Regions from separate parts of the Mus musculus genome. Here regions 2, 3, 4, 5, 6 and 7 are each linked to region 1. The links are chromatin contacts, called in public Hi-C, HiChIP or PLAC-seq, Micro-C and promoter capture Hi-C maps. All regions are on one chromosome and are shown on one strand. The core of a region is the stretch at or near the end of the contact, and the rest is flanking DNA. Distances in the headings are between cores, read along the strand shown.

Region 1 (3,339 bases), core at 238-2,737:
ACAGGGTGACTCAGCCATCATGGTCATGTGCTGCCAGCCAGCCATGTGTTCCACACACATACACACATGCACACGCACACGCAGCGGCAGCCCTGGGACAGTCCAAACACCACCAGAACTATCTGCCTCTGCCAGGCAGGGACCCGGACACCACAAGCAGTCAGCACCAGAGGAATGGACATTTAATTGTCTCTAGGGCACTCCTAGGATGGGGATGCGGGGCCTTTGGCAGAGCTCTGGCTGATGGAAGCAACAGAAATGCTCATCAGACAGGGCCAGGCAGAGAGGATGCCCCAAGGTGTGGCTGGGGACAGCCATCGTCAGGGCTTAAGACAATCTTTTGAGACTAGTTGGTGAATAAGGAATGTTGCCTCTGGAGGAAGAGGAGGCGGCTGCGGAAAGGGTCTGGGTCTGGGTTTGCAGATTAGGACGACAAGGAGTTGGTTACAAGGCCTGGTGAAGAGCTAGCTGGATAGGATCGGTGGCCATCCTGACTCAGGCCAGCTTCAGGAACTCCTGCAGTGTGTCCTGCTCCACGGCCTCCACGAAGAGTTCATAGTCCTGAGGAAGGGAGGCAGTCACCTGAGTCGAGGTGCAGGGCACCCCAGTTGTTTGCCCAGGTCTGACCCTGGCTGCAGTCCTCCAACACCTCCCAGAACCCAAACCCCATACCCCACAGTAGTGGTTCCCGTTGACAATCTGAGGTGGGGTAGCTTTGGGGTTGCCAGCCAAGGTTCGCATCTCATCTCGAAGGGCGTTGTCCTGGGAGATGTCCACTAGCTGGTATTGGATCCTCTTCCCATCTAGGATGCGGGTCACCTCACTCTGCTGGGACTTGATCTAGGGGCGGAGGATTGACAGGGTTGGCAGGCAAGCTGAAGGATTTGTGGGAGGAATTCCTTCGGGTGTGAGCAACAGCTTCTATCCTGCCCACTCTGAGGGGAGGTTCTGGCCACTAAGGGATGGGAAGGGTCCAAGGATAGACAGGTAAACTACTAGAGTTTCAGAAAGAAGACGGGCAAGTTCTGTGCATGACAGGGAAGCTAGACTCGGCGAGGGGCAGGCCCTCTCTACAAGACACATCTCCTCCTCCACAGCCGCACAGTGGAGAGGAAGCGGGATTAAAGCGGTCGGGGGTTGGTGCAAGAGAATGGATGGCCCTATACTGGGGGAATGAGCGTGGGCAGCTCACGCTGGGGATGCCGAGGGGCCCTTGGTGCGGGGGTTCAGGCTGGGCCCAGCCCTTGGACCAGACCTGGGAGGCCATACCCCGCACCTCACTGCTTCCATCGTGGGGGCGGCTCCCGGGCGCTGGTCGGAGCACAGAGACGGCCCACCCTCTCCGGGCGCCGGCCCAGGCACACACTTACTTCTCGGGAGCCGGTGACCGACGTGCTGTAGACGCGCAGGCCACTCATGCTGCAGGCGGGGGACACAGACCAACTGAGGGACGGTGGGAGCGGCAGCTGCACGGCTAGGAACTACGCTGCCGCCGCCGCGCTTGGGAGCGGTTTCCTTCCTGCTCCGCCCGCGAGTCACTGCTCTCGGGACCAATGAGCTGCGCAGGCGGGTAAGGCGGGGCCTGCATGACCCCGCCCTGCTCCGTGGCCTGGAGCCGGGAGGACCCCTGTCCTCTGCAGCTACTTGGCTCCCCCACTTCCCCCTCAGCCCCATGCTGGGGACCGGCTAAAAGGCAGAAAAAGCTGGGAAGGCAGGCGGACCGGTTCAGTTAAAAGCTTTCCCCAGTCTACCCGGGTTGTGTACATTCAGTGGCCAAAGCAGTGCCACCCAGGTCTCCCGGTCTCTTAATAGCACAGCTCAGTATGGAACTTTGGAAGGCGGGTCAGTTCGCAAGCTTAGACAGCAAGGGCCGGGGGGAAAGCTGTGGTGGGGCGCTGGAGGGCGGGGAGGGCCAGTGCAGCCAGGACATTTTCTCTAAAGCACCTCTCCACTCAAACAGGCTCAGACAAGAAAGGGGTGGTGGCTGTAAGCGAGGGGGTGGGGGAGCGGCTCACACCCTTCAGGAGCCAGGGGGAGGAAGTAGGCTGCGGGACAGCGAGCGTGCTAGTGTGCGGAGTCAAAGGCTGGTGCCCCGACTTAACCTGGCTTGCACTGGCCCTTGGCACAGCTATTTTTGGGGTGATCCCAACTTAACTCTACCTTTACATTGCAAATGACACCCCACATCTTTGAACTTTAAGAATTCAGCTAATGAGATGGAAGAGAGTCCAGCACCCATTCCAACTGTGGATCAAGCTCTGTCAGGTTCACTATAGGCCCCAAGAGTAGACCTGGGGCTACATAAATAATGGCGCAGGAACAACACAATTCTGCTGCCTGCTGAGGCAAACTGCCTGTCTGCTTCTGGGGAAGTCATTTCCTCAAAGCCACAGAAACCCAGAAGCTGCTGACCTCTGAGAGGTGTGCAACTTTGTAGTGACAACTGGCGGCGGTTGCTCTCTGCAACACAGGAGTGTGGGCAGAGACTAATCTGTCGCCACCCAGAGCAGAAGTGGGAAGACTGAGCCTCCACACTGGATCTGCCTAAACTCACTTCAAAAGAGTCACAGGCAGGCTGGCAGGGGACGCTGGGAGGCACTAGGAAACCGGAGTGTTTGTTAAATGTTTTATTCTGTAATCAAAATAGGCAATACAAACCAGTCGACTTAACAAAGAGTCATATAAATAACTTTATAAACTTTACGAAGAAAAATACCCGTGAGCATGGAGGCTGGGCTCCCGATAACAGGGTGGAAACCAACCAGGAAGCTCTGTTTTAAGGAGGCAGCAGCCCGGAGGCTGAGGGGATGGTCAGCTGGGTGTGATTACTCTGAAAGGTAAGCCACTCCATAAGAAAACATAAACTTGTTAAAACACTGGCAAAGCGGCCCCTCAGGCCCTGGAGGTCCATGGTGCTGTTAACAGCCCCAAGGCTTAGCAGAAGTCCTGTCTGCACCCCCACAACTACTTTACTCCTCATACATACAGGGCCCTTGGATCCAAACTAGAGGAGGTTGAGGGCTGGCCAAATAACCAGATACAACTGAGACGATCCCTAAATTGGGAGGCAAGAAAAACCAGAAAGCTAAGGCTCAAAGGCCTTAGAGAAACACAAAACACCAGAAAACACTCAACACTTTTTTTTTATCTTAGGTGCTCCGAACTGTCAAGGTTAGAGCAGGAAAAGGGAACCCTCCTAACCCCAAATGAGAGGCACAGTTCAGAGGACAGCGACAGCGCCCAGCCTTAGGAAGGACTGAGCAGCCACAGCCACCCTGTGCTCTTACGGGGGAAACTCATGTCCAACCCGGGAACCACGAGGCAACCACAGAGGAGTCT
Region 2 (3,339 bases), core at 429-2,928, 500 kb before region 1:
CATTTTGGGGGAGGATGGAAAGGAAGGATGTCTTCACCTTGTAGTTACAGAGACATAATCCAGGTCCTGGAAAGTGATCTGAGAACTGGTCTTTCAGACAGCCTCATCATGACATGCGTGCCCCCCTCCCCCAACCCCGGGGAAGTAATAGCTGCCAACATCAAGTGCTAGAAGCTTGGACGAAAAAGAATAAATAAATAAATAATGAATATATCTGGAAAAAAAAAAGCTAAAGGCTTGCAAGCATGACCAATCTCAATAGAACCCTGTCGGGGGTGGGTACTATTAAAGTCCCCATTCTACAGGTGAGGGCACTGAGGTTTGGAAACGTAAAATGACTGCCTGCAGGCCACACAATTAGTGGGAGGTGGAGCTGGGACTGGAGCCAGAGATGGAGTTCTTAACCATAATGAATAATAAAAGAAACCAATAGGAAGAAGTAGGAGGGAAAGGTGGGACTCACCCCGGGTGCGTTCAAGTGGGGGTGTATGTGCCCTCAAGGAGTCACAGGGCAAGTGACTCCAGCTAGAGGCTGAGGGTGGGTGGAAACTTTGGATGCATGAGTGGCCCGAGAAAACTATAAGCAGCCACTCCTCCATCCTTCAGTCCTAAAACGGAGCTACAGTGTAGGCCAACCCTAGGTCACTGGGAAAAGGTCAGAAGCCCATAGGGGCAAATAAGACAGGCCGTGTGAAAGCACTCAGGTCTCTTTCCTGAAAAGGATCTTGATGCCGCCCGCTGTCCCGGTGGTGGACCGCCACCGAGGGATGCAGAGTGTCCGGAGGGGAAAGAGACAGGGCAGGGTGGGAGACACCTAGAGGACTAGGGAGCTAAGAGAGCGTCGGGAAGAAGCTTTGGAGAAACTAAGGAAAGTGCTGGAGAGAGAAGGGCCTGTCTGAGAGGCCCAGAGATGCTTTAGGGAGGACTGCCTCCGGGCCTAGGGTGACCATGACTGAGGGAAAGCGGGTGTGGGAGCCAGGACCCTGTAGAACCTTGGAGGGACTTGAGAGGACGCCTAGAAAAATTCATGGTAGGGTGTCCACAGCCAAAGGACACAAAAACTTACTTGTCTGAGGACAGGAATGAAAGACGCCTAGAAGGGTCAGAAAGAGCCTGGGATAGGCAAGAACCAGCCAGTGAGTGACCGCAGGTGGACCTGAGGGACCCGGCAAAAGCTGGTGACCCGGGCGGGGCACCCAAGGTCCGGGTGGCGAGAAGGGGTTCCGGGGTTCCGGGGCGGCGGGCGGAGGCCCGAGGGCTCACGGATGCGGGCGGGGAAGGAGCGGCGGCCGGGGACGCAGTGCCGGGGTGGGGGTGGGCGAACTCACTCGAAGACGAAGAAGAGGATGGTGGTGCTGAGGATGAGCAGCAGCGTGAGCGCGAAGACGCCGCCGTGGCCGGCCAGCATGAGCCGGCCTCCGCAGTAGAAGCGGTTGCGGCCCGGGAACACCTCCCACTTACGCCGGGGCCGGCGGCCCAGGCTCCCGCTGCCGCTGCCGCTGCCGCTCCAGCGCGGCGCGCCAGGCGCGGGCCCGGGGCTTGGAGCAGGGGGCGCGGCGGGGCCGGGGCGACGCGCCCCGGGGGAGGCGGGCGGCGGGGCGGCCCCGGGGCTTATCTGCTGGTACTCGCAGTCCTTCATGCGGCCGGCCGCGGGCCTCGGCTCCGCGCCCGGCCGCTCCGGGACCGGGCCGAGCAGCGGAGGTGGCGGCGGCGCGCGCGGCGCTGGCGGGCGGGCAGGCAGGCTCGCTCGGGTTGGCCTCTCCGCTGCCGCCCCGCCCCCGGCTCGCTCCGCAGCGCCTCCTGCGCCCAGCCCGGGCTCTGCAGATGCGGCCTCCAGGGCTCCCTCAGCTGCCGGTGCTCTCAGACCCTGCCTTAGGAGTCAGAGATTCAGGGGACAGCTCAGGCACTCCAGGCTCGCCCACCTCTGAGGGCAAGCTGGTAAGGGTGCTTTGAAAGTTCCGAGTGTCTAAAGGGGTGTGAGTGAAATATCCTTTAGTCTTTCCCTCCCTGCTGTCCTAGGTTCAACCCTGGGTTCTAGATAATCCCCAAATGGAGATCATGCCTAAGGGCCCCAAACTTTTTTCAGGTGGGTGTTTTCACAACAGACCTAACCAACCAGGAACTGGGGTGGGCTAACTCCTGGTGACTGAGACAAGTAGGGTTCAAGGACCTTCAGGCCAAGGTCCAAGGTGAATTTGCAACGAGCTGGGCTACAAGTGAGTCCCTGTTTCAGCTGAAAACACACACACACACGCGCACACTATATTTTCTAGGACTCAGGTCGGAAGTCCAGAAATATTTTAGCAAATTCTTTTACATGCATCACCCCCAAAGCTCATAGGGCTAAATCAGGCAGTCTTATCTGGAGCAAATGGGGTCCAGCCTCCTTGCAAACCATTCAAGTTGATGGTGGAACTTATTTCTCGTGATGTGACTGGAGGCCTGGGAGTTTTGCTGAAACTCCACCCAAAGTTACTAGAGCTCATTGCAGTGGCTCACCAGCGAGGTTTCTCTGAAGGACTTGTGCACTTCCTGAACCTGACAAGGAGAGTTTAGCATCCATTTGTGAAAACAGGGATTGCTAGCTGGCTATGGTGGCCCACGCCTTTACTCCCAGCACTTGGGAGGCAGAGGCAGGCGAATTTCTAAGTTCGAGGCCAGCCAGGTCTACAGAGTGAGTTCCAGAACAGCCAGGGCTACACAGAGAAACCCTGTCTCGAAAAACAAAACAAAAGAACAGGGATTGTTTTGCTTTTGGGATACTTGAGTATCCCACCCAGGACCTCACCAGCTGGGCAACCCCTGTCTCTAGCACTGAGCTGCTCCACCTGCCCTAAGACAGATCATTTGTGTTTGTGTGACTGAACGTGCACGTGGGGAGACCGAGAGGGCAGGCCTACGTATGCATGGAGGCCTGAAGAAGGTCTCAGATCCTTCAGAGCCGAAGTTCACTGTAAGATACCTAAATGGTTAGGTAGATGCTGGGGTCTGAACTGGGGCACCCATGATTGTTCGGCAAGTACTCTTAACCACTGTGATGGTTTGAATATGCTTGGCCCAGGTAATGAGAGCACAATTAAATGTTTTCCTCTATAAGAATTACCTTGGTCATGGTGTTTCTTCACAGTAATGGAAACCCTAAGACAGAAGTTGGTACTAGAAGTGGGGTATTGCTGTGATAGGCCTGACCATGCTTTTGTTTGGAGACATGTGGATCTTAGGACTTTGGAAAGCAGTGGAGTGCTTTCTGTGGGGTTTAATGGGCCACCCTCGTAGGGATACGGGAGACTTTGTTGCTGATGGTATTTGAACTCTGGAAGCCTGGCTCAGGAGGTTTCA
Region 3 (3,339 bases), core at 519-3,018, 470 kb before region 1:
CTCTTCAGAAGGTCAGGAGTTCAAATCCCAGCAACCACATGGTGGCTCACAATCATCTATAATGGGATCTGATGCCCTCTTCTGGTATATCTTTTTTTTTTAATCTTTTATTTTTATTTATTTATTTATTTATTTATTTATTTATTTATTATATGTAAGTACACTGTAGCTGTCTTCAGACACTCCAGAAGAGGGAGCCAGATCTCATTACGGATGGTTGTGAGCCACCATGTGGTTGCTGGGAATTGAACTCAGGATCTCTGGAAAAGCAGTCAGTGCTCTTAACTGCTGGGCCCTCTCTCCAGCCTGATATCTGCTTTTTGAAACAAGGTTTCCCATGAGGAAATGAGGCTTGTGTGTTCAACTCTGTGCCTTATTTTTTTCTCTTGCTGTGACAAAATACTATGACCAAGGCAATTTATTTTTTTTTATTTTTTATTTTTTTATTTATTTATTATATGTAAGTACACTGTAGCTGTCTTCAGACACTCCAGAAGAGGGCGTCAGATCTCGTTACGGATGGTTGTGAGCCACCATGTGGTTGCTGGGATTTGAACTTCGGACCTTCGGAAGAGTAGTCGGGTGCTCTTACCCACTGAGCCATCTCACCAGCCCCCAAGGCAATTTATAAACTAAAGTGTTAAACACTGGACTTGAAGTTTCGAGGAGTTAAGAGTCCATGATGGTGGAGCAAAGGCAGACCTCCTGAGAGCTCATACACTTGATGTGAGAGTGGGGAAGGAGGAGCCTGCAGTAGGGATGTAATAGTCTTTGGAAGCCTCAAGGCCTGCCCATACCTCCTGATTCTTCCCAAAGAGTTTTACCAACTGGAAACCGCGAATCCCAACACATGAGCCTAAGGGAGCCATTCTCATTCAAACCCTCACAGCTAGGTCATCTGGCCAGGGAGCCCCTCCGCAGGATTTGTTCCTGCTTGTGTGTACTGTAGTTACAAGCACAAAGCACCACTAAGCCCAACCTTTTATATAAAGGTTCTGGCCATCAAACTTGAGTACTCATATACTTATTAGCAAGCGTTTTAAAAGAATATTTATTTTATGTACATGAGTACACTGTAGCTGCCTTCAGATGCACCAGAAGAGGGCATCAGACCCCATTACAGATGGTTGTGAGCCACCATGTGGTTGCTGGGATTTAAACTCAGGACCTCTGGAAGAGCAGTCAGTGCTCTTAACCACTGAGCCATCTCTCCAGCCCTGCGGGCAAGCATATTTATAGAATGAGTTATCTCTGCAGCTCTTCTTCCTTTCTTCTCCCCCTTCCGGGAATGTTATTTGTCATTTAATGGCAATGATGTTGTCACTGTGTGCTCTCCACTGCACTCTTTTGCTCTCATGATGACTCTGTGGGGCCCAAGCTGCCACGTCCTTACAGCCTGTTACGTTAGCTTTCCCCAGGGAGGTATGAGCACACACGTCTGTCTGCCTACCTAAGGAAGACATAGCACCTGCAGCAAACCAAAGACCTGAGCTTGGTGAACCCATCAGTTTAATTAGTCAGCCAACAGGAGTGTGGGCAGGTCCCCGATGCCTCCAGTAAGCATTAATGGCTTACATATCCCCAGGGAGGGAAGGACCCTGCACTGCCCCTCCCAAGAAGGCTTGTGAGTGCTCCTCCCTTCCCTGAGGGGCCTTGAGGAGCAGCTACGCCTGAGTGAGCTCCACATGCAGATGAGAAGGCAGGTCTAGAGAGGGCCAGCCATTTGCCCAAAGCCCCACAGTGCCTTCTTTCTCATCTCTCCCATCCCAACACCACTGCAGTAAACACTGTGCGGATGCCTCTCCACTCATCCTAGCCTCTGAGAGTCCACTGTCCCAGCACGTGAAGTGCCGACGGCACAATACACTCCAAAACCCAGCTATTCTTTTGTTAGCGTTTTCCTAAATTTGTCATGTGTCAAAATTTAATTTTTACAATTATTCTGTAAGACTATGTTATTCCTATCTATGTTCAGTGCAGTCATTCCTCAGTGACCCAAAGAACTGTCCCCAGGGTCTAGGAAGGGAACCCCAGGTACAAAAATACAAATGACATAGGTTTTGTAAATAACCTATGTAAGAAACCCTCTTGCACCTTTGAAACACGTCTATAATCCATAATGTGTAAGTGGTATATAAACAGTTGTACTGTGTTATTTAGGAAGTAATGGAAAAGGTCTAATATACTCATTCAGTCTAAGCTCCACCCCACAGTTACCTGGCAACAGCAGGTGCCTGACTCACTGTAACAGGGGCTGCTCTGCTCTCTCTAGCTCTTGCCTTCTTGCTCCTACTCTGTCGGCTCGCCCCCTTCCCTCCTCCCTTCCTCCTCGTGCTCATGGGGCTGGCCTCTACTCTTCTCTCTCAGTCTCTCTTTCTCTGTCTCTACCACCCTCTCAGCTTCCCTTGCCATGCCCTGAATAATCTCTATTCTATACTATGTGTGGCTGGTCCCTCAGGGGGCAGGGATGACTCAGCATGGGCCAGCTGAGGCACCCCCTCCCCTCTTACCTGACTACACCTCTGCAAAACATGTTCCTCCTTTCTTTATCTTTTTTTTATAAAACACAACACTCAGTACTGATCAATTTCTTTTTTTTCAAGTGTTTCTTTTCTTTCTTTCTTTCTTTCTTTTTTTTTTTTTTTTTTTTTTTTTTGAGACAGTCTCACTATGTAAGCCTGGCTATCCAGGTACTTGCTAGATAGACCGGGCTGGCATAGACTTAACAGAAATATGCCTGCCTCTATCTTCCAAGTTCTGAGACTAAAAACCTACCCCATTCAACGATCTCTGATGTGTACGGTGGTGTACATGCATGTATGATCTCAACCTGGAGGATGGACAGTTCTGGGCCAGTCTGGGGGATGTAGAGTTCAAGGTCAATAAGAACTATTATGAGATGTCTCAAAATATCCAGAAGTAACATTTACCTTCCCATAAGGGATGGCTGAGTTTATGGATAAGAACTCCGTAGGCACGGGGACAGATGAGAGAAGTCAGGCTGAGTTCAGTGAGCTCACACAGCTTTAGTGTACAGTGGGTTGGCTCTGGAGCCAGATCTTAGAGTAATTCCTTGGCTCCCTTCAAGCTGAGCGCTCTTCCCTGATTCTCTTCCCATCTGCTGTAGTCACTCTCTGGCTGGGGATGTAGCTCACCAGTACAGCACAGCGCCTACCTAGCTGGCCTGACAGGTTTGCCCCCAGTGCTGCCAATGCTAACTAGGGCATGGGGGGAGATAATATACTCACTCGCTGCTTTCAACTCTTTGAAGATGTGTTTATTCTTATGTATATATGTATCTGAGTGAGTGTATGCCATGTGTGTTCAGGAGCCCAAGGA
Region 4 (3,339 bases), core at 379-2,878, 410 kb after region 1:
CTCTCAACAGTGAGGAGATGAACTGGATGGTCGGCATCTCTTAAGGGAGAGCTGGAGTTCCTCTTCTGCCTTAGAGAGTTGTCATGAGAGTATACATGGAGAGAGGAAAGAACTTGTCTAGCCAGTCACCAAATGGCTGTTCAGTGGACAGTGTCTAAAGTCTGGTCCAGGTTCTGATATGTGCAGCCATGTTCAAGCCTACAAAGTCCCTGTGTGCCAGACTTCTTGCTAAAGGCCACTTAACTGTGCTACTCCTGCCATTACGCCCTCTCCTGTCCTGCTTCATCTCCAAAGACTCCAACCGAATCTAAACCTCGGGTTTAACAAGCTGCCGGTTCTATTACTCTGGTGTTTAAATCTTTCAACTCTCTTCTAGACTCCACAGTCCTGCCAGCAGGATATACCCCATCTTCCAGCTCTCTTAAGACCAAGCTCTAATACAGTTTGGCAAGTACACGATCTGCGACCATACTCACTCCCTAGTCTTCTGCTGGGGCCATGCTACTACCGGGCTACCAGCTCCCAACACACCTATCTGTGCCCCAGTCTATACCACTGCCTCTGTGGGACCCAACTTATCCAGCTTATCTCAGTCCCTCAGCACCCAGCTCATCCATCACTCTGTCCCTGGCAGCCTGGGGTTCGCAGTTCACTCCGTGGCAGCCTGGATCGCCTTCCGAGGGTGCTCAAAACAGAAATGGAAGTAACCGAACGGCCCATATCCCGGCCTCCGGCAGCCGCTGTAAGCACTTGGCTTGCTTTTAAGAAACCGCTGTAGGCGACACTAACTTGGCTTCGAGGCCCCGCCCCCCGCGTGCCCGCTAGACGCTCTAGCCGGTTCCGCAGCCCCGGCTCTCCCTCCGCACATCGGCGCTGCCGCAGCTCCTTCTGCGCTGGCCGTGCCCGCGTCTTCCCGTGCGGCCACTCTCGGCAGACCCTCTCTGCTCCGAGAGCGCCTCGACCCGGCAGGTCCTGGGCCAGGGAGAAACTTTAGCCCAGCGGTGCCCGGCGGACACCCGGGCAGAGCGCGCGAGGGTCTCACGAGGCGCCGGTGGCCAGCAAGATGCAGCCCCCTGCGCCCTCAACGACGGGTCCCCACCCCCGCGACGGCGACCCGGCCCGGGCCAAGGTCGGCCAAGTTCCTACCGCGCGTCCAGCGGCCCTTGGACCCGCGGGCCGGGCCGGGCCGCTCAGTAGCCTCCAGGCCGGCGTAGGTCCCAGATACGCCGCGCGGCCCGGGGCGTACCGCGCTCCAACGGCTGGGGCGACCCCAACCGCTGGGTGACACGGCCAGCAACTACGCCTGGGGACCAGTGCCCTCACCGAGGGGGGCAGACAGCGGCGACTCCCGCGAGAACTTGCACGGGAACAGGGAACGCGTGCTCCCCTGCGCCGGGACGGAGACGCCGGCGACGGCCCAGGGCGCTCACCGAGCCCGTCTCCTGTGGGACCCCGCATCGGGCTTAGCCCGGACTCCAGCGCCACACTCACCTCAGCCCCTCCTACCCCAGCGGGCGGCCCGGCCTCGAAGTCCCTCACTTCCGCTGACCCGCCTCCGGAAGCAATCATTTGCAGCTGCGCGGCGAGCACCACGCCCAGGAGAGGCGGGCCTAGAGAGGGGCCCGGAATGGACGCGGGCTCTGAGTGGACGGCAGACCGGCCAGGAGGCCACACCCCTCCCCGGGCCACGCCCTCACCCCTCCGGGGGAGGGCACGAAGTCTGTGCGCGCATCCCGCTGGAGTTTTCCTCCCAAGTTTAGTTGCTGCCGTAGGAGTTGCTTCCCGTGTTTAGTGTCAACAAACTTCTGGGAAGCGGTAGTCTGCCAGTGTTGCTGCTCAGCACTGGAAATAGTCCATACTCCTGCTGCAGATCTCCGAATCCTCTCATCTTGGCATTTCAGCCTTTCCTATCTAGTCTGGACCCTCGTCCCATTTCATGCTCCCCCAGATACATCCCCCAGCAAAAATGGCTGCTTTCGCCTTTCAGGCATGCCCTCCAGTGCTTCGGAATAGCTGTCTTCTATTTTAAAGTTCTCTGTCTCACACACGCTCATACACGTACACACGTGTGCAGCATAGTTCAGTCTGTTAATGAGATGGGTGGATTGATGGCACTCGGAGACACCAAAGCTCTCAAGGTCGCTCTTTCTACCGGTCTCCATGGCATCCAGTTAATGGGCATACACTTTCTTCTCTGCACGTGGCTTTGCCTGACTCACCAGTTCTCCCAAAGCCTATAATCCCCACCTGCCAGGGACAAATCTTTTGGATTCGTGGGTGGACAGCTTTGTGCAGTCACAATGGGCATTATGCCCAGACCTGCCTTACTACACCCATACATGCTTTATTTCTCTATTGTTGTCCTCTGGAAATTACAGTTATATGTTGCTGAAGAACGGGTACTCTTTGGGAAACGTGTCCTTAGGTGACTGAGTTACACAAACATTATAGAGTGAGTACGTACACACACCTACAGAATATACTACATCCTAGGTGAATTGGTAAAGCCTATTGCTCCAGGCTACAAAAACCTGCACAGTTGCAACTGTGCTAAATCCCAGGGAAGTTGTATCACAATTGTAGACATTTACTTCTAAACACCGGTAGGGCACATGCCAAGATAGATAGCTGGAATTTCTCAGCTCCTTTTTGATTGTTGGGTATCACTGTCAGATAGTCTATCAGCGACAAAGCCACTGATAGAACCTAGTGGGGAAACCCCCACTCAATTCCCGATTCGGTGTGCACCCAAAAAATCACGAAGGACCATCTTGATGGAATTAAATGAGGTCGTTTAATTACGGAGCTCCGGACCGACATGCATCCCACACAGGAGATAACGGATGTCGGCCACGAGGCTGGAAAGCTAGGGGTTTTTATGGGGTAAGGGGCTTAGGGGTGTGGAATTCAGCATAGCAACACACTATTGGCTTATTCAAACATCAGGAGAAAAATTACATGTACGTGCAGGGTGTCAGAGTTCTGTGAGTTGTTGACTCAGTTCAGATAGCCCTGTTATGTCCTCACATTCCTCTTTATCTTATGGTCAAGATGTTCCCAGGAGTGTTTTAACTACGGGGAATACCCAGGTTTGTTTTTCTCTTTTCTCAGCCCCAGACAGCCTCTAGGCTCACAAACAACCAGCAATTTCTGAGTACTTTATATGACTTACAGGTCTTGAAATTTCATCTTTCTTTCACCACCACTGTGTGGCATCTGACCATTTAAACGTTTCTTATGGGTTTGTGTGTATGTGTGTGTGTGTACTTCATTTTGCACTGCTCCCCATAAGATAAATAATTGGGGGCTGGAGAGATGGCTCAGCGGTTGAGAGCGCTG
Region 5 (3,339 bases), core at 556-3,055, 370 kb before region 1:
CTTTGCTCTGCACCCCCCTGGAGACCCCCAGAGTTCGAAAGGACCAGCGGAGGAGGAGAAACCGGACAGACACCCCTGGAAAAGCCCCACACAAAGGCTGATCGAGGGAAGGAGAGGAAGGCAGACAGGCAGCCATTTTAAGAGAGAAGAGCCAGACAATGGCAGCTCCCCGGCAGTGGGGGCCCAAGCCCGAGGGGAGCCCACGGCCGGGGCCTGCTTCCCCGCAGCCGCCACCCAGCCCACCCCCCGGCCCCGCTGGCCCCAGCCCCCTCCCCGCTCGGCTGTGTACCTGAGGGGTCCGGGCGAGCGGCTGCCCCCCGCCGCCGCTGCTCCCGGGGCTCATGGGCGCGTGGTGGCTCCTTTGTTGGGCCCCTCCCGAGACGGCCGCTGCCGCCGCCGCCGCCGCCGCCGCAGCCCCCCAGCACTGCGAGGCCATGTCCGCCGGGCCTTTGCCCGCGCCCCCGTCCTGGGGCCCGCCGCCGTAGTCGCCCCCGGGGTAGCCCTGGTAGCCACGGGCCGAGCTGGGCGACGTGAGCAGTTGGTTGAGGGTGGGGGTGGCGGTGGGCTGGGGAGTTCCCCCGCCGGCCGCTGAGGGGCCGCCTCCCCCCATGGCCCCGAAGCGCTGCTGTGCGAAGGACGAAGACGACGAGGAGGCAGAGGCGCTGGAGGAGGGAGGCGGCTTGGAGCCGGCGGCCGCCGCCGCGCCGGAGCCCGGAGTGCCACCTCTCGGGGAGCTCAGCGCGTAGGCCTGGGGAGGCGGGGGGTAGGCGCTGCGGTTGGGGTAGTAGGAGTTGTACTGGTGGTTGGGGAAGCCGTGGTCGTGCGAGTTCTGCTGGGGCCCGGCGTAGGGCTCCAAGCCCCCGCCGCCGCCGCTCTGCAGCGCTGCCAGGCCAGGGCTTTGTTGTCCGCCATGTTGTTGGTGGAAGACGGCGGCCGCCGCGGCGGCGACGGCAGACGGGCTCCGGCCGTAGGCTTGCCCGAAGCCGTAGGCTGGGGGCGGCAGGGCGGCCGCGGCCGAGTGAGGAGGCGCCCCCACCCCGTCGCTGCTGCTGCTGCCGCCGCCGCCGCCGCCGCCGGGCGGCTCCGGGAGGTTATTGTTCAGGGCGGGCCTAGGGCCCGCGTTCCCGTTCGAGTTCTTCAGGTCCGGCTCCGCGCCGGGCCCGCCGCCGCTGCCGGCTCCGCCGCCGCCGCCACCCCCATTGCTCTCGGCCCCGTCCTGCAGCTCCTTTCCCAGCGGCTGCGGCGGCCCCACGGCGGGGCCCTCGCTCTCCTGCCCGGCGGCTGCCTTCATTTCCCCGCGCTCGGCCGCTGCCGCCGCCGCCTCGCCCCCCGCCTCCTCCCGCTGTTGCTGCTCGGCTTTCTTCAGCTCCGAGGGCGGCGGCGGCGGGTTGCCCAGGCTGCTGGCGGCGGCGGGGGCGACCTGCGCGGCCATGATCCCCGCTGTCTCGTCCGCGGAGAGACCCGGCCCTGTCTTCGTCTTCTCCCCCCTCCCACCCCGCCCCGGGGCCGAGTCCCCCGGGCTGCCCTCCCCACCCGCCCGGGCGGGCCTCGCGGGGCTCCGCTGCTGCGCTGCGCTCGCTCCTCTCCCCCCCGCCCCGCCGGCTCAGGCTCCGGGCTGGCGGCGGAGGAGGAGGAGGAGGCGGCGGCGGCAGCCGAGGCGCCGGCGGCTCAGCTGCTCCGGGCTCTGGCGGCTCGGGACCCGGCTCTCCCGGCTCATTCCCCCCAAGCCCTTGCCTGGGAATGAGGGGGGCGGTGGAGGCTCCGCTCCCCAGGGCCTGGCCCCGCTGTGACTCTCCGCTTTCTGCTGCCGGAGAAAGGAGGAGGGAGGGAGGGAGGGAGGCGAGGGGGAGGGGGCGGGAAAGGAGGGAGGGAGCGGGGGGGGAGGGGGGACCCGGGACGGGCGGGCGGGCGGGCGGGCTGGAGGGCGCGCGGCGGCGGACGGGGCGCCGGGAGGCAGAGTAGGAGCGCTGCTCTGGCGGGCGCCCTGCCTCGCCTCCCCGGCCGCGGCTCGGGCCGAGGCTGCTGCTTGGCGGCGGGCGGGCGGGCGAGAGAGCGAACGAGAGAGCGGGCGGGCGGGCGGCGGGACTGAGCAGCTAGAGCGCCCCACTCTCCTCCGAGTCCCCCTCACTCCGACACGAGGCTCAGCACTGCCATTTTACCCAGCGCCGTCGCGGCCGCCTGAAAAACCAGGACTGGAGCGCGGAGCGGGCGCAGGCCGTGGAATGGACTCGCTCCCTTCCCCTCACAAAGGAGGAGGGGAGAGAAGGAGCCGCGGCGGCGGCGGCAAGCCCTCAGCCTCTTTCGCTCGGCTGCGCCGCCGCCGAAGGCTTCGGGGAAAACCCGGCCCGGAGCCCGCGCCTCCGGAGCCTGCGCCGCCTCGCTCGCCGCGTTCCCAGCCTGGCCTGTCCCCTCCCGGCCGCTCCAAAGGGAGCGGGCCGCGTGAACTTTACCCGCGCCTGCAAAATTGGCCTGAGCCCGAAACCGCGGCCGCCGCGGCCGGGACCTGACCCCCTGGCACCGGGCCTGGGCTCTTGGCTGCGACTTAGCACCTCCGCAGCACTTTTCTTCTTCAAAGCCTTTTGCAGACCTGCTCTAGAGACCCAGCTGAGCGAGCCCTGCTTTTCCCCCCCTTTGGCTAGCCCCAAAGGAGGACTGACCATTGTTCAAACTATCGGTTCTCCCGTGCCCTGCCCTCATTAGCCCTCTCTGACAAGGCCCTGGGGGCATGAGGTCTGGATTATCTCCCCCCCCCCCATTTTACCAACAGACTGAAGGGAGGGGACTGCCCAGGTCACTTAAAGTCAGAGGGCAGAAGTGTGTGGCTATAAAAAGTGGAGTGAGTGGCCGAAGCCGCATCTTGTCTACTTAGCCAGAGAAAAGGAGGAAAAGAGAAAAGAAAGGCACTTACGTTGTGAACAAATCCAACCACCGGATCAGATCAGTGTCAGGAGGTTTGAAAATCAAACGTGGTCATCCCACCACTTCTCTTAAAATGGTGGCTACTGATGCGTTGGGGGCTTAAGACAGTCCTCCAGGCAAACCAAGCTCCATTAGCACTTCCTAAGGGAACCTAGCTCACAATGGCCAGTAGCCCAATCTTCAAAGGCAAGTACCTTGGAAGACTGTAAACAGCCCACAGAAGAGGCTCCAGGGACTGAAAGAACCTCTGTTCAAAAACCACTGCAGAAGAGGGATGCAGAAAATGGAAACCATTTTCTCTATAAAGAGAGAAAAAGAGCCTAACAGGTCACACAGAAAACGGATGCCCCTCAGATCTGCTGTCTATCCTAAGGTGTAAGACTCCTTGAAGTTTACCAGAGACCCTAAGGCCAGGTTTAT
Region 6 (3,339 bases), core at 407-2,906, 290 kb before region 1:
AATGTTTTTCTGATTGATTAGGCTGAGTCATCATTTAGGGAGGGAATCCTTTGTCCCAGTCGGCTGGAAAACCTGGACACTGCGCCCCCTGGAGGTAACACATCAGCACAGCCCAAATTCCTGGCAGAGCATTGCTCTGAGGTGAGCAACTGATAGCAGGTTTCCTTTAGAACTCTGTGATCTTTTTTTTTTTTTTTTTTTTTTTTGGTTTTTCGAGACAGGGTTTCTCTGTGTAGCCCTGGCTGTCCTGGCACTCACTTTGTAGACCAAGCTGTCCTCGAACTCAAAAATCCGCCTGCCTCTGCCTCCCGAGTGCGCCACCACGCCCGGCTAGAACTCTGTGATCTTACCTGGGCACGATGACACATGCCTGTGATTCCAGTACTCAGGAGAAGGAGGCAAGAGAATTGTGAGTTCGAGGCCAGGCTGACCTACATAACAGATCCAAGGTCAGCATGGGCTATGGTAGTATATTTCAGACCTGAAAATGGAAGAAAACTCATCAGGCATAGATGTCCTGTGATGTGATGACCTTGCAGAGGTAGGTGGATCTCTGTGAGTTCAAGGCAAGCCTGATCTACAAGGAAATTATAATCTGGCTGGCCTCAAAGTCATGGAGATCCCCCTGCCTCTGTCTCCTGGGTGCTGGGATTCAAGTTGTATGCCATGGCTCCTGGCAGACATTCTTCTTTGTTTGGTAATTTGTTTGTGTTGTTTAGAAACAGGATCTCAAATTACCTAGCCAAGGACAGCCTGGAACTCCTGACCCTCCTGCCTCTACCTCCCAAATTAGGATGATAACCCATAGCCTGGGTTAGGAAGTCTCTGTGCTGTGTTCCCGTTTCTTCTGCTCATGGTCACTACCAGAGCCTTGACCCAACTCTCATTCAACTATTTCCCCAGTGGGGATTGAACCTAGGTCCTTACCTATGCTAAGCAAGTACCATACCCCTAAGCTATGTCCTCAGGCCTATCTTTGCTTTTTAGTTTAAGATAGTCACAGTAAATTGCTCTAGATAACATTGAATTTGGATCCTCCTGTCTCAGCCTCCCAGGAAGCTGGAATTCCAGTCCTGACCCACAGAGGACGCTCTGCAGCTACCTGTAAGATCTGAGGTTTAGAGGCCAGAAGACTGCGTAAGAACCCCAACTCTCCGGGCGTGGTGGCGGATGCCTTTAATCCCAGCACTCGGGAGGCAGAGGCAGGTGGATTTCTGACTTCGAGGCCAACCTGGTCTACAAAGTGAGTTCCAGGGCAGCCAGGGCTATACAGAGAAACCCTGTCTCAAAAAAACAAACAAAAACAAAACAAAACAAAACAAAACAAAACAAAACACAACCCCCACTCAAGTTTTACAGTTAGTCTCTACTTGAATGCCCCTCCCTCAGAAGCCCCTGCAGAGGCCCTGTAGTTAATGCTCCATAGCAACAGTCAGAGTGACTGGACCCAGCTAAATCCAGCCCCAGGGAGCGTTTCCTGCCAGGGGAGAGTGGCCACAGGCCCTTCCCAGATACAAGTTTCAGGCTCAGGTCAGACCCGTGTGTAATCTGCCTCTTGATTTCTCAACTCCGCCCACAGCCTCGGGGGCAGGTGTGGAGCCACAGCAGAGAAGCGGCAGAGGAAGTGACTTATAAAAAGCAGTCTCAGGTTGAGTCACACAGAGGAGCTAGAGCTCGGAGAGCGGTTTGGGGGCAGGAAGGGGGGAGCGAAGGCCTTGTGAAAGACTTTACCGAGGCCCCCTCCTCTCCAGGTTTTACAAATGGCTTTAGTTTTGTTTCCCCAAAAAGAGAATGAGGAGAGGTCCTGACCTAGGAGGCTGGAGCCTGTGATCTGGGAGGGAGGGAGGGGCCCGTGGCTATGTGTTAGCCTGAGCTACTTCTCTGCCATCTTTGTGTCACCTGTATAAAACTCAAACCAAACCCCCAAAACAACAACAGCACCACAAACCAAGGGCCACTCTGAATTCATGTTTAAAGATACGAACTCTCAGAGAGTTGGTGGCTTTTCAAGACAGGGTTTCTTTGTGTAACACAACACTGGCTGTCCTGGATTAGCTTTTTAGACCCTGTGGCCTGGAACTCACAGAGATCTGCTTGCCTCTGCCTCCCCAGCACGCCTGCTCCTCCCACCCCACACCCTCCCACCCCCACATTTCCTACTCCTTTCACCCCACCCCACCCCCACCCCACCATTGCCCACCCCCGGCAGTGGCATACACCCTTAATCTCAGTACTTGGAAGTTACAGGCAGATGGATCTCAGAGTTCAAGGCCAGAGAGAGTTCCAGGATAGTCAGAACTCAGAACTATATAGTGAAACCCTGTCTGGAAAAACAAAACAAAACAAACAAGAAAAGTGTCGGTAGACGGCAAGGCAAAGAGGTTGAGTATTTACCAAGGTCTGCTGACCGGTACCCGGAGCTGAACATTAAACCACGACTGCCCATCTTTCTTTCTTTCTTCTTCTTTTTTTTTTTTTTTTAGATTTATTTATTATTATACATAAGTACACTGTAGCTGTCTTCAGACACACCAGAAGAGGGCATCAGATCTCATTACAGGTGGTTGTGAGCCACCATTTGGTTGCTGGGATTTGAACTCAGGAGCAGTCAGTGCTCTTATCTGCTGAGCCATTTCACCATCCCCTGCCCATATTTCTTTCTTTCTTTTGTTTTTCTTTTTTTGTGTGTGTGTGTGTGTGTGTGTGTGTGTGTGTGTGCTCTTAACCGCTGAGCCATCTCACCAGCCCCACTTTTTTTTTTTTTTTTTTTTTTTTTTTTGAGACAGGGTTTCTCTGTATAGCTCTGGCTGTCCTGGAACTCACTTTGTAGACCAGGCTGTCCTGGAACTCAGAAATCTGCCTGCCTCTGCCTCCCGAGTGCTGGGATTAAAGGTGTGCGCCACCACGCCCTGCCTCTTTTGGGTTTTTTTTTTTTTCTTTCTTTGTTTGCTTGTTTGTTTTTCGAGACAGGGTTTCTCTGTGTAGCCCTGGCTGTCCTGGAACTCACTCTGTAGACCAGGCTGGCCTCAAACTCAGAAATCCGTCTGTGTCTGCCTCCCGAGTGCTGGGATTAAAGGCATACGCCACCACTGCCCGGCTTTCTCTGGCTTTTTGAACATGCACAGACATATAGACACACACACACACACACACACACACACGAGAGAGAGAGAGAGAGAGAGAGAGAGAGAGAAAGAGAGAGAGAGACAGAGAGACAGAGAGACAGAGAGACAGAGACAGAGAGACAGAGAAAGAGAAGGAGGGAGGGAGGGAGGGAGGGAAGGAGAGACTAAGATAATAAAGTATACTTCCGTTTGGCATTTGAGGCCATGAAAAACC
Region 7 (3,339 bases), core at 268-2,767, 270 kb after region 1:
TCTGCTCCCACGCTCAGGGGACACACTCACTCTCCTCAGAACTCCAGTGGCATTTTATCTCTCTTTTATGACAGGAGCTGCAGCTGCTTCACCATCATGTGACCCACATGTGTCTTGCAGCGGCAGTCTTGGTTCTCCAGTGTGTGTGCTCAGCCTCGGGGGAGGAGGGTCGGGCCGGGGTGGGGTGGGGTGGAGTGGGTGGAGTCTGGCAGAGGCTCCTCCCCCTTCCCACTGGCTGTGCGGTCCACAGCCTGCAACAGAATTTAGCTCCTCTTCCCTTCCTCCTTTTTGTATTAGTGGGTGTCTTAAAATTTGCGCTGGAAGAACAAAAGAGGAAAAGGAATAGTAGAGAGAAAATTATTGCCTCCCAACGTTAAGTAGAGTGACTCTGGCTGGCTTCTTGGGGTTTTTCCTCTGGACCAGATGATTGGCAGGCAGGAAGGTGTGTGTGTGTGTGTGTGTGTGTGTGTGTGTGTGTGTGTGTGTGTGTGTGTGTGTGTGTGTATGTGTGTGTGTGTAGTAACAGCTGTGGCCTTAAACAGTTCAGGACTATGAGTTCTTCAGTTACACACGTGTATGTGCCGAGGCAGGGACAGGGGTGATTGCAGGGAGCGTTGGCAGCAACCATCTCCAAAGTCTCTCTTTGCCCAGGCTTGCTCTGGCTTGCACACTGATCCTCCCAGAGGAGGACTCAGAATGTCCAAACAAACCGCGGGGGTGGGGGTGGGGGGCAGGGCCCCGCCCATGCAGGTGGTTTAGGCTGTAAGGAATAGGAATTGAAATGTTGCTTGCTTTAAGCCGGTTCGTGGGCTGAGTTAGACCTCTCTGCCTTGCTCTTGAGTCTGCAAAATTGGTCCAGCTACCTCCCTTCTCGGAAAGCTGTTGAGAGGGTTAGATGAAGCAGTGTTTATCAGAGACTTAGTACAGTGCTAGCTGAGGAAGAGCTGGACCTCAGTGGGGCGTTATTAGCCAGGGAAGGCAAAGTCTGGGCTGTAATCACTACAGCAGTTACTGTCAGATAGATACACGGTAGGTGCGGGGTCATTACGCAATAATCCTGAGACAGAGTCATGCATCCCAGGCTTGCCTTGAACTCCTAACCCTCCGGACACCACCCTCCTCAGTGCTGGGGTTACAGGTGTTCATCGCCGTAGCTGTTTTCTATAGTTCTGGGAATTGAACCCAGGGCTTCTTGTATGCTAGAACTGAGCCACACCCTTATGGTTTGTAGGTTTTGAGGGATCTGAGGACTAGCTCATCACCACTATCTCCTCACCCCACCAGAGGGAAATGAAGACCACAGTCCATAGGGCTGGGGATGGAATGGGTCGCTACCTAACAAGTGTAAGGCCCCGGCTTCCACCCCGCCACTGCAGAAAGACAACCGAAAGACGAGCCTGAAAACGTTGGCAAAGTCGCAAGTGTAAATAACGAATATGATTTAGTGAGTAGCTGGCAGGAAGGTCGGCTGGGGTGATAAGGATGTCAGGAAGTGGACAGGGTTGGCACATGACCTAGAGAAACAGCAAGTGAGGGAGAGACCAGCAAGAGGCTGTTCTGTGTTCTGTCTTCCAGCCAGCAAATTCCCGAGCACCCGGCTTTGGTCCAGCTGGTGATGAGATGGGGGCCGGCCAGTCTGTGTGCTTCCCACCCATCTCGGGACCCCACCACATTGGCTGCACGGATGTGATGGAGGGTCACAGTCTTGAGGTAAGTGTCCCAAGCTCCGCCCCTGCTCTGTTCCACTGCGGGGACTTCACCAGCACAGGTCCAAGTGTGTAAGTTCTGGGCTGCTAAGTTACAGCTGGGCAGAGTTTGGACATCAGCCTTTTGGCCTGTTTTCCTGCTGGCTTTTAAATTCCTCATTTAAACTCTTAGAACCTCCGCAGATGGCCGAGTTCTTTCTGCAGCAAGGAGGAGCCAGAGGCACCTCACAGACCCTTTCTCCTGTCGTGAGTCCAGGCATCTGACCCTAGAGAGGTTTTTCGATGCCATCCTGATGTAGGGGGACAGGATGAAGCATAGTGGGCCACAGGCCACTGTCCTGACTCTACAGCTTGGGTGGGAAGATGAGGTCTTCACCTCTAGCCTCCCATTCACTTCTCTCTGGTTTCTGAACCTCCTGCCAATTCCTAAGCTTTTCTTTTTCTTTGTTTCCTCTTCCTCCTCCTCCTCTTCCTCTTCTTCCTCCTCTTCCTTTTTAACATTTTTGAGGTTTCTCATGTAGCTCAGGCTGCCCTCCAACCGGAAATGTAGCCAAGAATGACCATAAGCCCCTGATCCTCCCACCTCCAGGACTTCAGGCACGTGCCACCATGACCCAACAAGTTCCTTAGGTTTTTGTCCCCGGTGGTTGGGCTCACCTCTGTTCTGTGAGAGACACCCACTTCCTGGTAACCCCTCTCCTGCTCCCTCTCCTGACCAAGCCTTCTGCTGCCACTGAGTTCATCCTAAGAGCAAAGACCTAGCCCCCCCACCTCCCTCGTTCGCACGGAGCCTAGGTCCACAGTATGGCGCTGTTCCAGGATGTAATTGGAAATGCACTTGACAGTCAGGACATAAGCCCTCTGATGTGCTAGCCACAAAATTGTTTCTGGATCGGAGGAAGCCTCTGTTTCTCTGTTGGTGCCCCAGACTCCTGCTGACCCCAAATGCCTAAGCTTTGTGGTCCCAGCAGCTGCTCCCTTCTTTTCCCCAGGGGAGCCTCTTCCGACTCTTCTACCCTTGCCAAGCATCAGAGAAGTGCGAGCAGCCCCTGTGGATTCCCCGCTACGAGTACAGCATGGGTCTGGCCGATTACCTGCAGTATAACAAGCGCTGGGTGGGGTTGCTGTTCAACGTGGGTATCGGTAAGGCTGGCCCGGCCCTGGCTGCTTCCCGGGTGCCTGGTTACATCCCCAGAAGAGACCCAGGCAGACACAGGAACTATTTAGCTTGCATAGTCCAGTCCTTGGTTTGGAGAGATGGGAGAGACTTGGACGCGTGAGAATCTGGGTCATGGGTTCAAATCCAGACTTTGTAATTTACTGGCAGTGGGACTTGGGCCAGTCCCTTATCCCACTTGCCCTGCCAGCGTTTGTAGAACTGTGGTGCCAGATACAGGTAGAACTAGAACCTCTTGCGCAGTGTTTGGGACATCAGATGGGACATGGTACTGGCTGTGGTCCCTAAATCCAGTATGCATTCTGATCCACTCTATAGATCACCCCCACCTTTTTTTTTTAGTACTGGGAAGCAAACCCAGGGGATCATACAAGCTAGGCCAGAGCTCTGCACTGAACTGCATGCCATTAGCCGTCCGCTCCACCGATGCTCGCCCCAGCAGCTATATCAGACACT

Evidence for each region. Promoter capture Hi-C pulls out the DNA fragments that hold promoters and counts their contacts. Hi-C and Micro-C count contacts between places; a contact is called where the count stands out from the background. HiChIP or PLAC-seq counts read pairs in DNA pulled down with a chosen protein or histone mark.
Region 2: a contact with region 1 is called in a promoter capture Hi-C map of neutrophils, with 3 times the contacts expected there. The contact joins the promoter of Zdhhc18 here to the promoter of Sh3bgrl3 in region 1. A contact is called at or near these places in 1 of 39 promoter capture datasets (neutrophils), 1 of 484 Hi-C or Micro-C datasets (CD8 T cells), 4 of 115 datasets of contacts at active chromatin or transcription factors (T-cell acute lymphoblastic leukemia, embryonic stem cells, large pre-B cells and 1 more) and 2 of 9 other capture datasets (liver and pancreatic islet).
Region 3: a Micro-C map of embryonic stem cells shows a contact between it and region 1, with 1.8 times the contacts expected there. The contact joins the enhancer-like site here to the promoter of Sh3bgrl3 in region 1. A contact is called at or near these places in 1 of 484 Hi-C or Micro-C datasets (embryonic stem cells), 2 of 115 datasets of contacts at active chromatin or transcription factors (T-cell acute lymphoblastic leukemia and embryonic stem cells) and 1 of 9 other capture datasets (liver).
Region 4: a contact with region 1 is called in a promoter capture Hi-C map of liver, with 3 times the contacts expected there. The contact joins the promoter of Mtfr1l here to the promoter of Sh3bgrl3 in region 1. A contact is called at or near these places in 3 of 39 promoter capture datasets (the C10 cell line and liver) and 1 of 9 other capture datasets (pancreatic islet).
Region 5: a contact with region 1 is called in a Hi-C map of Th1 cells, with 5 times the contacts expected there. The contact joins the promoter of Arid1a here to the promoter of Sh3bgrl3 in region 1. A contact is called at or near these places in 2 of 484 Hi-C or Micro-C datasets (Th1 cells and embryonic stem cells), 2 of 115 datasets of contacts at active chromatin or transcription factors (effector CD8 T cells and embryonic stem cells) and 1 of 9 other capture datasets (adipose tissue).
Region 6: an H3K27ac HiChIP or PLAC-seq map of embryonic stem cells shows a contact between it and region 1, with 6 read pairs. The contact joins the enhancer-like site here to the promoter of Sh3bgrl3 in region 1. A contact is called at or near these places in 1 of 39 promoter capture datasets (embryonic stem cells), 2 of 484 Hi-C or Micro-C datasets (embryonic stem cells and erythroblasts), 2 of 115 datasets of contacts at active chromatin or transcription factors (CD8 T cells and embryonic stem cells) and 2 of 9 other capture datasets (adipose tissue and pancreatic islet).
Region 7: a contact with region 1 is called in a promoter capture Hi-C map of fetal liver, with 3 times the contacts expected there. The contact joins the promoter of Pafah2 here to the promoter of Sh3bgrl3 in region 1. A contact is called at or near these places in 5 of 39 promoter capture datasets (cranial neural crest, fetal liver, liver and 2 more), 2 of 484 Hi-C or Micro-C datasets (both in embryonic stem cells), 2 of 115 datasets of contacts at active chromatin or transcription factors (Th17 cells and pancreatic cancer cells) and 1 of 9 other capture datasets (pancreatic islet).

What each region holds. Positions count from the first base shown.
Region 1 is chr4:134,127,246-134,130,584 of GRCm38.p6, forward strand. Sh3bgrl3 (SH3 domain binding glutamic acid-rich protein-like 3) reads right to left here and starts at 1,488. Exons shown (of 3, transcript NM_080559.2): 1 at 1,371-1,488; 2 at 673-840; 3 at 161-561. The coding sequence starts at 1,418. The coding sequence ends at 496. It overlaps Cep85 (centrosomal protein 85), which reads right to left. Exons shown (of 14, transcript NM_144527.3): 14 at 2,613-3,339.
Region 2 is chr4:133,631,751-133,635,089 of GRCm38.p6, forward strand. Zdhhc18 (zinc finger, DHHC domain containing 18) reads right to left here and starts at 1,679. Exons shown (of 8, transcript NM_001017968.2): 1 at 1,329-1,679. The coding sequence starts at 1,639.
Region 3 is chr4:133,654,908-133,658,246 of GRCm38.p6, forward strand. No RefSeq gene overlaps it. Among named protein-coding and RNA genes, the nearest start is that of Pigv, 16 kb to the right of the region's middle. Within about 2 kb of position 1,769, at least 36 of the 459 cell types and tissues checked have an H3K27ac peak or open chromatin away from gene starts, as enhancers often do. A contact at or near this core is called in embryonic stem cells, where this site is marked.
Region 4 is chr4:134,533,759-134,537,097 of GRCm38.p6, forward strand. Mtfr1l (mitochondrial fission regulator 1-like) reads right to left here and starts at 1,629. Exons shown (of 7, transcript NM_029759.4): 1 at 1,492-1,629.
Region 5 is chr4:133,752,180-133,755,518 of GRCm38.p6, forward strand. Arid1a (AT rich interactive domain 1A (SWI-like)) reads right to left here and starts at 1,806. Exons shown (of 20, transcript NM_001080819.2): 1 at 290-1,806. The coding sequence starts at 1,432.
Region 6 is chr4:133,839,630-133,842,968 of GRCm38.p6, forward strand. No RefSeq gene overlaps it. Among named protein-coding and RNA genes, the nearest start is that of Gm12974, 25 kb to the left of the region's middle. Within about 2 kb of position 1,657, at least 180 of the 459 cell types and tissues checked have an H3K27ac peak or open chromatin away from gene starts, as enhancers often do. A contact at or near this core is called in CD8 T cells, embryonic stem cells and erythroblasts, where this site is marked.
Region 7 is chr4:134,401,395-134,404,733 of GRCm38.p6, forward strand. It overlaps Pafah2 (platelet-activating factor acetylhydrolase 2), which reads left to right and starts at 1,518. Exons shown (of 10, transcript NM_001285874.1): 1 at 1,518-1,710; 2 at 2,699-2,849. The coding sequence starts at 1,621.